2 separate regions of the Macaca mulatta genome follow, and region 1 is linked to region 2. A link is a contact called in public Hi-C data. All regions are on one chromosome and are shown on one strand. The core of a region is the stretch at or near the end of the contact, and the rest is flanking DNA. Distances in the headings are between cores, read along the strand shown.

The links. Hi-C and Micro-C count contacts between places; a contact is called where the count stands out from the background.
Region 1: a Hi-C map of fetal cortical plate shows a contact between it and region 2, with 3 times the contacts expected there. The contact joins the promoter of PWWP2A here to the promoter of TTC1 in region 2. A contact is called at or near these places in 2 of 14 Hi-C or Micro-C datasets (blood and fetal cortical plate).

What each region holds. Positions count from the first base shown.
Region 1 is chr6:168,981,133-168,986,915 of T2T-MMU8v2.0, reverse strand. It overlaps PWWP2A (PWWP domain containing 2A), which reads left to right and starts at 2,350. Exons shown (of 5, transcript XR_013394980.1): 1 at 2,350-2,970.
Region 2 is chr6:168,868,011-168,874,387 of T2T-MMU8v2.0, reverse strand. It overlaps TTC1 (tetratricopeptide repeat domain 1), which reads right to left and starts at 4,857. Exons shown (of 7, transcript NM_001266114.1): 1 at 4,499-4,857. The coding sequence starts at 4,828.

The sequences.
Region 1 (5,783 bases), core at 1,101-3,600, 120 kb before region 2:
GGCACAATCTGCTATGAATCTGAAATGTAAATTACTCATTGCAGCATCTTGTAATGAATTACTACAAGAGGTAATCAGGTCCCAGGACCCGAACTATATTTTTCTCCCTGTGGGAGATTACACAGTGTGAGACCTTAGGGGCTAGGCATTTCATAGACTATATGTTGTGTTTAATTAGTTGATTATGGTGAGCTATAGACAAAGTATTATGGTGAAAACCCTATAAGGCAGAATCTATGTCTGTTTACTGCAAGTATCTAGTCTGAAGGAAATAACTCTTTGTTGAATGAATGATTGAGTGAAAGTCATGTACTTAGAAGGACCCAGGATAGATAGGATCTGCTGTTAGCTAGCTGTGTGACCCTTAAGATCTTATTATCTTTTTATTTTTATTTTTTTGAGATGGAGTTTCACTCTTGTTGCCCAGAGTGGAGTGCAATGGCCAGATCTTGGTTCACTGCAACCTCTGCCTCCCGAGTTCAAGCAATTCTCTTGCCTCAGCCTCCCAAGTAGCCAGAATTACAGGCATGCGCCACCACGCTCAGCTAATTTTGTATTTTTAGTAGAGATGCGGTTTCACCGTGTTGGTCAGGTTGGTCTCAAACTCCCGACCTCAGGTGATCCACCTGCCTCGGCCTCCCAAAGTGCTGGGATTACAGGCTTGAGCCACTGCGCTTGGCCTGCTTAGGATGTTTAACATGGCTAAGGCTTGGCTTCCTCATCTGTAAAAGCAGGAGAAGATTTAAGTCACAGGATTTTAAGTGAGAGCTTTTGGGAAAATCTCTGGTACAAAATGAACACTAAATACATTTTTTTGTGTGTGTGTATTTTTAAATGATATTCTGAAACTTCCCTGATTGGGATCTTCTACTGGCCTTTCCCCAAGAGCCACTTGGTTTGAAATAGGCAGAGCATATGGTGATATTTGTTTATTGCTATTTTCAGTCTTTTCCGTGTAAAACCGAAATTCTGACTATGCATTTTACCAGCCGAGTAACCTTGGGCACCCTCTTTGTGCCTCGAAATTTTAAGGATTGAGATGATATGCTATAGTGTTTGTATTAGTGCCTGGTACATGGTACTTAAAAGACACTAGCTGTAATTATTCTTCAGGACTTTATTTTTTTTACTCTCAATGCTAGCAGCTTTTCTTCCCTCTCTCCTGTAGGCATTCTCCCAGAAAAAAGGCTGACTCTGAGGTGCCATTTGAGAGAAATAGGTTCAGTAGATTCTTCCAGAGATAACAAACGAAGAGACTTGACGTGAGAGTAAGAGAAGTAGGGGCGTTAGGACACTGAAGTGAGAGAGCTTCTTCTCTTGGCATTGGAGAAGCCAGGAAACATAAAGGCTTTTGCAGGGATCAGGTGCGTCCACTTTGCAGTGTATTTGGAGAGAACAAGCAGTGTTCACATATCAGTCCAGCAATGTCTCAAGACTCTTTTCTGGAACAGTCATCAGTTTAATCCAGTGAGGATGGTGTCTCTCCTCTTTCATGAGCATTTTCCTATTTTTGAAATGTTAGTAAGTAGGTGCTTTGTTCCTAGGAAGTGGAGAGAAGTCAAGGAAAATACTCATCGTACTCCTAGAAGTCAATGAAAACACTCCTCGTACTCCTTATGGCAGCTGGAGTGGCTGCCGTGAGCCAGCTGCCATGAGGTTATGGAGAACGTCTTGAATATTCTATTCCCCAGCACCTAGTGCAGTGACTAGCATAGTAGGCACTCAAAAAGTGTCGGTAGGATTATATTTCAAACTTTAGTTGTCTTTCCCAGAGAAGCCTGTCGTGCCCACACGCGGTCGCAAGAAGTCCGCGCCTAGAAATAACATTTATTCTAAGGATCTCTGCGCAGAGATTCTTGGGAAGCGGTTCCCCTCCCACATTCCCTAGTTACTCCTCCCCTCGGCGCCTTTGAAAGAAATAGCACGCCACATGATTCCCTCCTTTCTCCCACCTCCGAAGACCTGACTGATAATGGGCAGGAGCGTAAGCCAACCATAAAACTTTATTTCCTCTTCCAGCCAATAGCAAGAGGGGATGAGTATATGGCTCCTCTTTTGTGACTTCCCCCGCCCCCTTGGATTACGCCCCCTATTCCTCCACTCAGATTCCACACTTGACAACACATCTGGCCAATGAGAAGTTCCTACTCTGCGTGGGAAGGATGGACTGACTAGATGATAGACGTCCACCCCTGGCCAATGGAATATCACAAGTGCGGGAGGGGTGTAGAATGGAACCAATGGCGAGGTGCCAAAAACGAGCATCAGGGAAAGGGCGGGACGAAAGTGTTCGCGGGAGGGAGGGGAAGGCCCAGGGAACCAAGCAGCGCTGCCGCCGCCGCCGCCGCTGCAGCCGGAGTTGGAGGAGGGAGAAGCCAGGAAGAAAATGGCGGCCGTGGCTGCAGAGGCGGCAGCGACTGCAGCGTCCCCCGGGGAGGGGGGCGCCGGCGAGGCCGAGCCGGAGATGGAGCCCATCCCCGGCAGTGAGGCCGGCACTGACCCCCTCCCGGTCACGGCCACTGAAGCGTCTGTGCCGGATGGCGAGACCGACGGGCAGCAGTCCGCTCCTCAGGCCGACGAACCGCCGCTCCCGCCGCCACCGCCGCCGCCGGGGGAGCTCGCCCGCAGCCCAGAGGCGGCGGGGCCGGAGCTGGAGGCTGAGGAGAAACTGTCCGTTCGGGTGGCGGAGTCGGCTGCAGCCGCGCCTCAGGGAGGGCCCGAACTTCCACCTTCTCCAGCATCGCCACCGGAGCAGCCCCCGGCACCCGAGGAGCGCGAGGAGCCGCCGCTGCCTCAGCCCGTAGCCCTGGCGCTCGTGCCGCCGGCGGGCGGGGTTTCCACGGTGTCGCAACTGATCCCGGGCTCGGAGGTGCGGGTCACGCTGGACCACATCATTGAGGACGCGCTCGTCGTGTCGTTCCGCCTCGGGGAGAAGCTCTTCTCCGGGGTCCTCATGGATCTGTCCAAAAGGTACCGCTCCCGCCCCCAGCACGCTCCGGTCCGCTGGGTCCCCAGGGAGGGAGTGAGCCCGGGGGGCCCCCTCTCCCCGAGCCCTCGCTTCCCTGCTGCCCGGGGCCCCGCCCTCTGGTCCTGCGCGGCGCGTGGCGCGCGCTCCGAGTGGGGCAGGCGCGCGAGACCGGGAGAGGGCGGTCCCGGCTCCAGGTGGGCGCCTGCGGGGCAGGTGTGCCACCAGGTGGGAGGGCGCGGGTGCAGATGGGCTCACAGGTCTCACCCCTCACTCCTGGCCTTCTGCGACTTGGCCTGGACTCACCGGCACTGGGCGGGTGGGTTAATGCAAGATGCAGATGGATTATTGCAGAGAACGGCGTGTTGGACAGGGGGAGGGAGGCAATCCTTGCGAGGAGGCACTTGTCTGTCCTCAAATCAACGTTTAACTTTAGCAGGGCTGGAGAAAGGGGTGTGTACATTGGGGATCCCAAAAGGTTACCTGTCACTCCTTACAGGGGGAAGAGCATTTGTTAAAATGAACCTTTTAACTGTGATTCTTACGGTTAGAAGTCATTCCCGTTAGGTTAACCATTCAATAGAGAAGCATATTTTACTAATTTTAATGATAGTTTTAAGAAAAGTTTAAAGAAGAGATTGGAGATTTCAAAAAATCCTTTAATGTCAAGGTGGTGTAGCATAAAAATGTTCAAATAACTTCTAACACCTGGGATACCGTTTATATACTAAGGACAAGAAGGTTGAGTTCATCTACAAATTTGGCTTAACCAGCACATTTTCATTTTTTGATTTAAAATGTTTTTGGGCTCTGCTTTAAACAGGGGAATAAACCTGTTCTAAATCTGGAGTTAACCTTTTTATTCTCTTCTTTTGCAGATATGAAGTGCAGAGACTCCCATTCACGCCTTTCCATTCTGTTTCCTACAATAGCGCACACTCTGATGGTATCTCACCTGTTTGCCATGGCTTATTAGTATGTTTTACTCTTAAACTGCTTGCTTTCCCATCAAGACACAGGAATCCTTCTTTCCCATTTGGGGAAAAAAGCCATTTAAAATTTCATATTAAAGTATGGTGTTTGCGGCGGGAAGATGAGAGCAGTTACTCTGTATTATTTAATCTCAAATATCTTTTTTTTTTTTTTTGAGACGGAGTCTTACTCTGTCCCCCAGGCTGGAGTGCAGTGGTGCCATATCGTCGCACTGCAACCTCTGCCTCCTGGGTTCAAGCGATTCTCCAGCCTCAGCCTCCCAAGTAGCTGAGACTCCAGCCTCAGCCTCCCAAGTAGCTGGGACTCCAGGTGCGCGCCACCATGCTGGTTTAATTTTTGTACTTTTTAAGGAGAGACAGGTTTTCACCATGTTGGCCAGACTGGTCTTGAAATCCTGACCTCAGGTTATCCACCCGTCTCAGCCTCCCAAAGGGCTGGGATTACAGGCATGTGCCATCATGCCAGGCCTCAAGTATCTTTTTTAAAAATAATTTTGGATTAGGGCATTTGCACTTCTGTTTATGTTTGTTTGTTTACTTATTTAATAGAGACGGGGTCTTGCTGTGCTGCCCAGGCTGGTCTCAGACTCCTGGGCTCAAGCGATCCTCCTGCCTCGACCTTCCAAAGTGCTGAAATTACAGGCATGAGCCACTGCGCCCGGCCTGCACTTCTGTTTTCATAATTAGAAAGCAGAATAAGGTGAGTGTACTTTCTATTGATGTATTTTATTTATTTACTTATTTTTTTTTTGAGACGGAGTTTTGCTGTTGTTGCCCAGGCTGGAGTGCAGTGGTGTGATCTCAGCTCAGCTCACTGTAACCTCCACCTCCTTGATTCAAGCGATTCTCCTGCCTCAGCCTCCCAAGTAACTGGGGGCTAATTTTGTATTTTTAGTACAGATGGGGTTAACCATGTTGGTCAGGCTGGTCTCAAACTCCTGACCTCAGGTGATCCACCCACCTTGGCCTCCCAAAGTGCTGGGATTACAGGCATGAACCACCTCGCCCGGACTCTGTTAATGTATTTAATAGTGAGAGACACTCAGTGGTGTGTATGCTGTTGAATGAAACAGAAGAGATGGCCAGTGATTGTGTGAGAATCTGGATTTCAAATCTGCAAAAGGAAGGTGCAGAAGGTAAGTTGATTTTGGAAATGGAATGGATAAGTGCTCATTGTGTTAGTGCTTTATTTTTAAAAAATTTTCTTTGGTAGAGAATTGCAATTGAGTTTTGGTCTCTTGCTATCAGTGCCTAGAAACAGCAATTTCTTTTATTGGAGGAGCTATTCCTAATATGAACCTTTTCCATTTGAATATTCTGAAGTGAAAGGATCCTATTATTATTATTATTTATTTATTTATTTTTTCGAAGACGGAGTCTTGCTCTGTCACACAGGCTGGAGTACAGAGGTGCGATCTCGGCTCACTGCAACCTCTGCCTCCAGGGCTGAAGCAATTCTCCTGCCTCAGCCTCCTGAGTAGCTGGGATTATAGGCGCCCAGTGCTTTGGGAGGCCAAGGCAGGCAGATCACTTGAGTGCAGGAGTTCCAGAGGAACCTGGGCAACATGGTAAAACCCTACCTCTACCAAAAAAAAAAATATAAAACTTAGCTGGGCATGGTGGCTTGTGCCTGTGGTGCCAGCTACTTGGGAGGCTAAGGTGGGAGGATCTCTTGAGCCCCGGAGGTGGAGGTTACAGTGAGCTAAGATCATGCCACTGCAGTCCAGTCTGGGTGACAGAACGAGACCCTGTCTTAAAAAAATAATTGTGGAAATGTTGAGGAAATAAAACACAGTGACTCTAAAATATAGCAATTCAAGGAATTC
Region 2 (6,377 bases), core at 3,608-6,107:
AGGATATTATGAAGGATATAGGACAGCCAGGTGAAGAGACACACAGGGAAAGGCAGAGGGAGAAGGGGTACAGAGCTGCCATGCCCTCTCTGGGTGCCATCCTCTTAACACTTCCATGTGCTCATCAACCTGGAAGCTCATCAGATTTCTTGTTCAAGAGTTTTTATAAGCCAGGCATAGCAGCTCACGCCTGTAATCCTAGCACTTTGGGAGGCTGAGATGGGAATACTGCTTGTGTCCAGGAGTTCGAGACCAGCCTGGGCAACACAGTGAGACCTCACTTCAAATACAAAAACATTTAGCCAGGTGTGGTGGAGGGTGCCTGTGGTCCCAGCTACTTGGGACACTGATGTAGGAGGACAGCTTGAGCCCAGGAGGTTGAAGGCTGCAGTGAGCTATGATCGCACCTCTGCAATCCAGTCTGGGCAACAGAGTGAGACTTGGTTCAAAACACAAAAAGAAAAAAGTTTTAATGGAGCTTAATCTCCAGCACTTACCCTCCTCCTTTCCTGGATTTCGGTAGGTGGTGCCAAAAGTTCCAACCCTCTAAACCCCTAATCACTTAGTCTTTTTGGTGACTGGCCCCATCCTTAGGCTATTGATAGGCCACACCCTAAAAGTTATCTCATTAGGATGAACTCAGATGTTATCAAAAGGGGTACATTAAGAATAACAGAAGATACACTATCAGAAAATTCCAAGGGTTTTAGGGGCTCTGTAACAGGAACCAGGGACAAAGACCAAATATATTTACTATACTACAAATACCCTGTTTAACATTGTCTAGCTTTCCAAAATTATGAATGATGCTGCAACACATCTATGTATATAATTTTGTGTATATTTCTGATAATTTCCTTGAAATAAATGGCTACAAGAGAATCAGGGTTAATGCTGTCATGTCCAATATGGTAGTTACTAGCCACATGTGACAATTTTATTTTAAAATTATTTATTTATTCATTTTGAGACAAGTTCTCACTGTTGCACAGGCTGGGGTGCAGTGGCATGATCATGGCTCACTGCAGCCTCAACTTCCCAAGCTCCAGGGATCCTCCCTCAGCCTCCTGAGTGGTGGGGCTATAGGCTTGTGCCACATGTGGTTATTTTTATTTTTAAAGGCTTTAAAAATTTTTTTAATTAAAAATTTTTTTTTTTTTGGAAAGACAGGGTCTCACTCTGTTGCCCAGGTTGGTCTCAAACTCCTGGGCTCAAGTGATCCTTCAGCCTTAGCCTCCCAAGTGCTGCGATTATAGGAATGAGCCACTATGCCTGGCCTGTGTGACTATTTATTTACTTTCTGAGATGGAATTTCGCTCTTGTCTCCCAGGCTGGAGTGCAATGGCGCAATCTTGGCTCACTGCAACCTCCATGTCCCGGGTTCAAGCAATTCTCCTGCCTCATCCTCCTGAGTGGTTGGGATTACAGGAGCCTGCCACCAGGCCCGGCTAATTTTTTTATTTTTGGCAGAGATGGGGTTTCACTATGTTGGCCAGGCAGGTCTCAGGTCGAACTCCTGTCAGGTGATCTGCCCGCCTCAGCCTCCCAAAGTGCTGGGATTATAGGTGTGAGCCACCCTGTGTGACTATTTAAATTAATTAAAATAAAATTCAGTTTCTCAGCTGTAATAGTGCTCAACAGCCTGATGTAGTCAGCAGCTACCATATTGCATGGTGCAGGATGTAGAACATTCCTATCATTGTAGAAGAGTCTATTGATAGCCCTACCTAAAGAAATTTTCACATAAAAATTTGGTATGTGTCCCACGAAGTGATATAACAATTTACATTCCCAACATGAGTATATGAGTTCCAGCATCCTCTTCTTGTCAACATCAGATCAATGTTCTGATCTGATAGATGAGACATAATGTTTTAGTTTGTATTTTTTATTATTATTAATGAGGCTGAAAGTCTTTTCACATTTTTTGGCCATTTATGTTTTTTTAAATCATTGTTGAACTATCTGAACTTTATCTATTTTAAAAGATTCAAATATAATACTATCCTGTCCCTGATGAGCTATTAAAGCCAAACCATATATGCAGAAGACATTTCTTCATCTGTTTTGCTGGCTTCTTGAAAATTTCGGAAAGATATTTATCAAAATAGCGTAGAAACAGCTAATAGATTAGTACCACAGTTAGCTGAAGGCAATCTGTACTCTCATAGGTTATTTCCTTAAAGTAGAGTTAGTGGCTTACATTTCTCTAAATAACAGGACTAGTACTGCTGTATGTTACTGTTACGAGATATTCTTACAAATTTTCAAATTAGCTATAAAAACACTGATATATAAATAGAAAATATTTATGTTTTAAACATGAATACTACTGTCTGATTATATTTATACGAAAGTCTGGAACAGGAAAAAAACCACCTATGAGACAGGAATCAGAAGAGTGGTTAACCAGAGACTGGTGTGGTTGGGAAAGGAATGACTGATACAGCACACAAATGGAGTTTCTGACATGATGGAAATGTTCTCTATCTTGATAGAAATGTGAGTTACGCAGGTGAATACAACTGTCAAACTCATTGCATTCTACACATGAGAACTGATCTACTGTTTCACTAAATTATATCTCAATTTTTAAAAGGAGCGAAAAAAGTGAAAGAAAGTATTGTTCTACTTAGAATATGACTTACAGGCAATAAAAATAATTATCCTGGCTAGGTGTGGTGGTTCACGCCTGTAATCCCAGCACTTTGGGAGGCCAAAATGGGATGATAGCTTGAGCCCAGCAGTTGGAGACCAGCCTGGGCAACGCGGTGAGACACCGCCTCTATCAAAACACCCATAAAAATTAGCCGGGTAGGGTGGTGCATGCCTGTTGTCCCAGCTACTCAGGAGGCTGAGGTGGGAGGATCCACTTGAGCCCAGGAGGTTGAAACTGCAGTGAGCCGTGATCACATCACTGCACTCCAGCCTGGATGACACAGCGAGATCCTGTCTTAAAAAAAAAAAAAAAAAAAAAAAAAAAAATCCCAAAAGTATTTATGGAACTGAAAGTATGATTTTCTGGCCTAGGAGACACAAAACAGGCTTTACTAAATTAGAGGTGGGGATCAGACTTTGTGACACCTTGAGCCAAGCCATTCAACTGTCAAATCCAGAGGGCACTAGAAAATTAATATAATTTTAGGGCAAAATATATTAAGGTAACAGAAAAGCACTGCTATCTTTTTAACGTAGATGTATAATCAGTGTTTCTAAAAAGCCTGAAACCTGCTATACTGTTATGGAGCAGTACTTAATTTTTTTGAGCTGTATTTGCTTGATAGTTTATGAACTTGGCTCAGTTTTGCCCCTTTTTCCTCCTGTTCTGGTGGCGCACACTAGCACAAAAGCGAACACGTTCACATGAAAGCTAACTGATTTGATAATGAAAGGTGTCTAAGGAGACAGCGAAAGAGAAGATGCTCCTTCCCACCCCAGGCTACCTTCCCCCCCCCCCCACTGTTAGGCTTAGGCTGCGCATTAATTCTCTCAACTCATTACCAATGTATCACAACCTGTTCAGTGAGTGAGCTCGTTAGTGGCATAAACTACAATCTCATTCAAGTTCTTTGTAGACAAACTGAAGCTATTACAGTAACTCTTCAGAGACTACCTTGCTTGTGCAATCAGAAGGAGGTAGGACAGCAGGACTTCAGTCTCCAAAAGTGAAGGCTTGCTCAGTTAAGGGTGTGGCCCCAGAGCAAAGAAACAGGAGATTGTACATTTTATTAGTCTATCTGTTTTGTAGGAAGACAGATATTTTGTTATTACATTCTACATTAGACTCTGGCTTTGGAATCAAACAGATTTGATTTGAGAATCAGTTTTGCAATTCATTAGGCATTTGATCTTCAGCTAATTACTTCACCACTCCAAGTTGTTTCCTTAGGGGAAATAACAGTACATATTTCATAGGCATGTTGTGAGGATTAATGAAAGCACAAGTAACATTTTAAGTCAGTGGATGGCACATTGTAGGCATTCAACAAACGATAGCTAGCTATAATCATACACAATTCTGTTCCTTAAGACCTCCGCAACCAAAACTCCACCAAGATATTCAGGCAGTAATATTTTGCTAACAAGGGATTAGCATAAACAGGAAATGTTCATAAACATAAATGTAGCATAAACATAAAAATGTTCATTACAGAAATTTCAGCAGCCAACCACAGAAAAGGTTATAACAGAAAACTAAAAAGTATATATACATTTTGAAAATAAACAAAAAGACTGTTATGTTACAGACTCCTGAAGTACAAGATGAACATAACTCAAGGTTCACAGAAAATAATGAAAATTTCTTTGCTAAGCAGACACACTCAGTGTTTCCCTGTCATGCCACCGGTTTATCTCAGATCCTACACTACTAAAGCCATAAAAAGACAAAAGGGCAAGTTATTCTTTACCAGAGATGAGGTGGTCTACGATACAGTATCGATCACATTTTAAAATGCAGTGTAAGTGGCAGCTCTTGCACAGTAAATAAAATAATTACCTGTTTCTCTTCATCCGACATGTTTTTTTCCAGTTCTATTAGGTATTCTTCATCTAGTTCAGAGGAATTCACATCTTCATTAGATTTGTTCTCTATCTTGTCCGCTCCTGGCTCCTCCTCAAATGAGGCACTGCAATCATGAAAACACTCCTCTTCTCCCTGGTCCTCCTGGAGATGCGCCTCATCATCCCTGAGCAGCTTACTCTGGGAATGCTGACTTTTGGGATCAGGAACTGGAAGGCCAGCACACTCGGCTTCCTGAGTATCTGTAACCTTCAAACCATTGAACAGATCCTCTGGAACCCTACAGTTCTCTGACTTCTCCCCCATGCTGTCCAGTGAGGGAGGTGACGCTAAAGCTGGGGGTAAACAAAACAAAACAACTGCTATGTAATGGTGCTTATATTTTTAAAAGTTCTGTTTTAAACCTAAACAAACCTCTGCATTACAGCCAAAAAACACACCGTAACTTCCTTTCACTGGAATTCATTATTTAAAAATATAGATTATAAGTAAAAATAATGTCAAATGTCATTTTAACTGAGACCCCTTTCCTGATCAAATCTGGTACTAGACTTTTTTTTTTTTTGAGACGCAGTCTCACTCTGTCACCCAGGCTGGAATGCAGTGGCACGATCTCAGCTCACTGCAACCACTGCGTCCGGGTTCAAGCGATTCTCCTGCCTCAGCCTCCCGAGTAGCTGGGATTACAGGCGCCTGCCACCGCGCCACCGGCTAATTTTTGTAGTTTTAGTAGAGACGGGGTTTCACCATCTTGGCCAGGCTGGTCTGGAACCCCTGACCTCGTGATCCATCCGCCTCGGCCTCCCAAAGTGTTGGGATTACAGGCGTGAGCCACCGCGCCCGGCCCAGAACTTCTAATAAGCAACAAAAGAAGCCGTTTTTAATGTGACTCTTCCACGTTCCACCGTTCGCGTTCTGTTTATATAGCAAAAATTAGGCAGAAACTAAAACAGTGACAAGAAAAAGGAAGCAGCCCTAATTTTCATTCAGAATGAATAACCAAGACACGAGTAAGAAACTATGGTCCGTCTTTTTAGCACCACCACAGGAAACCCAAGAATACGTTTCTAGTGTACCTCAAAATAAAATCCGTGCCAAAACTGTGATCACTTTAACCCAAATGCGTGTAGTAGAGCCCACGCAGCTTACAGTGGAAAGGGAACCTTCGCGCAGGTGACTCGAATCAGAATCACCGTGGGGGTCAGAGTCAGGCATCAGAAAGGGTGACTCTGAACCCTAGCTGCCCAACAGAACACTAGAGATTTAGAAAATACCACTGCTCAGACCCTAACCAAACTCTGATTTATTAGTGTGGCGTCAAGCAAGGGCATCAGAGTTGTTTTTTTTTTCATCCCAGGTGATTCTGACGTGCAGCCAATTGCGAACCACTGCTGTAGAAGCTGAGTCAGAGCATCAGCAGCCCAGATATTTGCAAAAATTTGCTAGAGATTTGCAAAAATGTAAATTGCTCTAGTCGCAGCAAAATCACGCCAACGACCCTTGTGTCACGACAAGAGTCTGAATTCGCCCTAGTATGTTCCAAGAAAACTTAAAAACCAGCAAGACCTTAATACGGAGACTTCGCCTCCACAGCAATGTCTTATTTCTCTTCGCTCCCAGGTCTACTGGAAGAACACAGGAGTCTGAGCTCCTAGGGTTAGGGAAGCGACGCCTCGCGCTTCCAGCAGATTATTCCCTAGCTTCGTTCCTCACAGCCAAGACGCTTAGACCCACGGGGTTACTTACAACCTCACAGCTTCTCCAGTCTCCACCTTCTTAGCCTCAGAGATCTTCTACTTCCGCTCAGTCAGGTGCGCTTCCGTCGATGACGACTAATAGCGTCGCTATCGGCAAA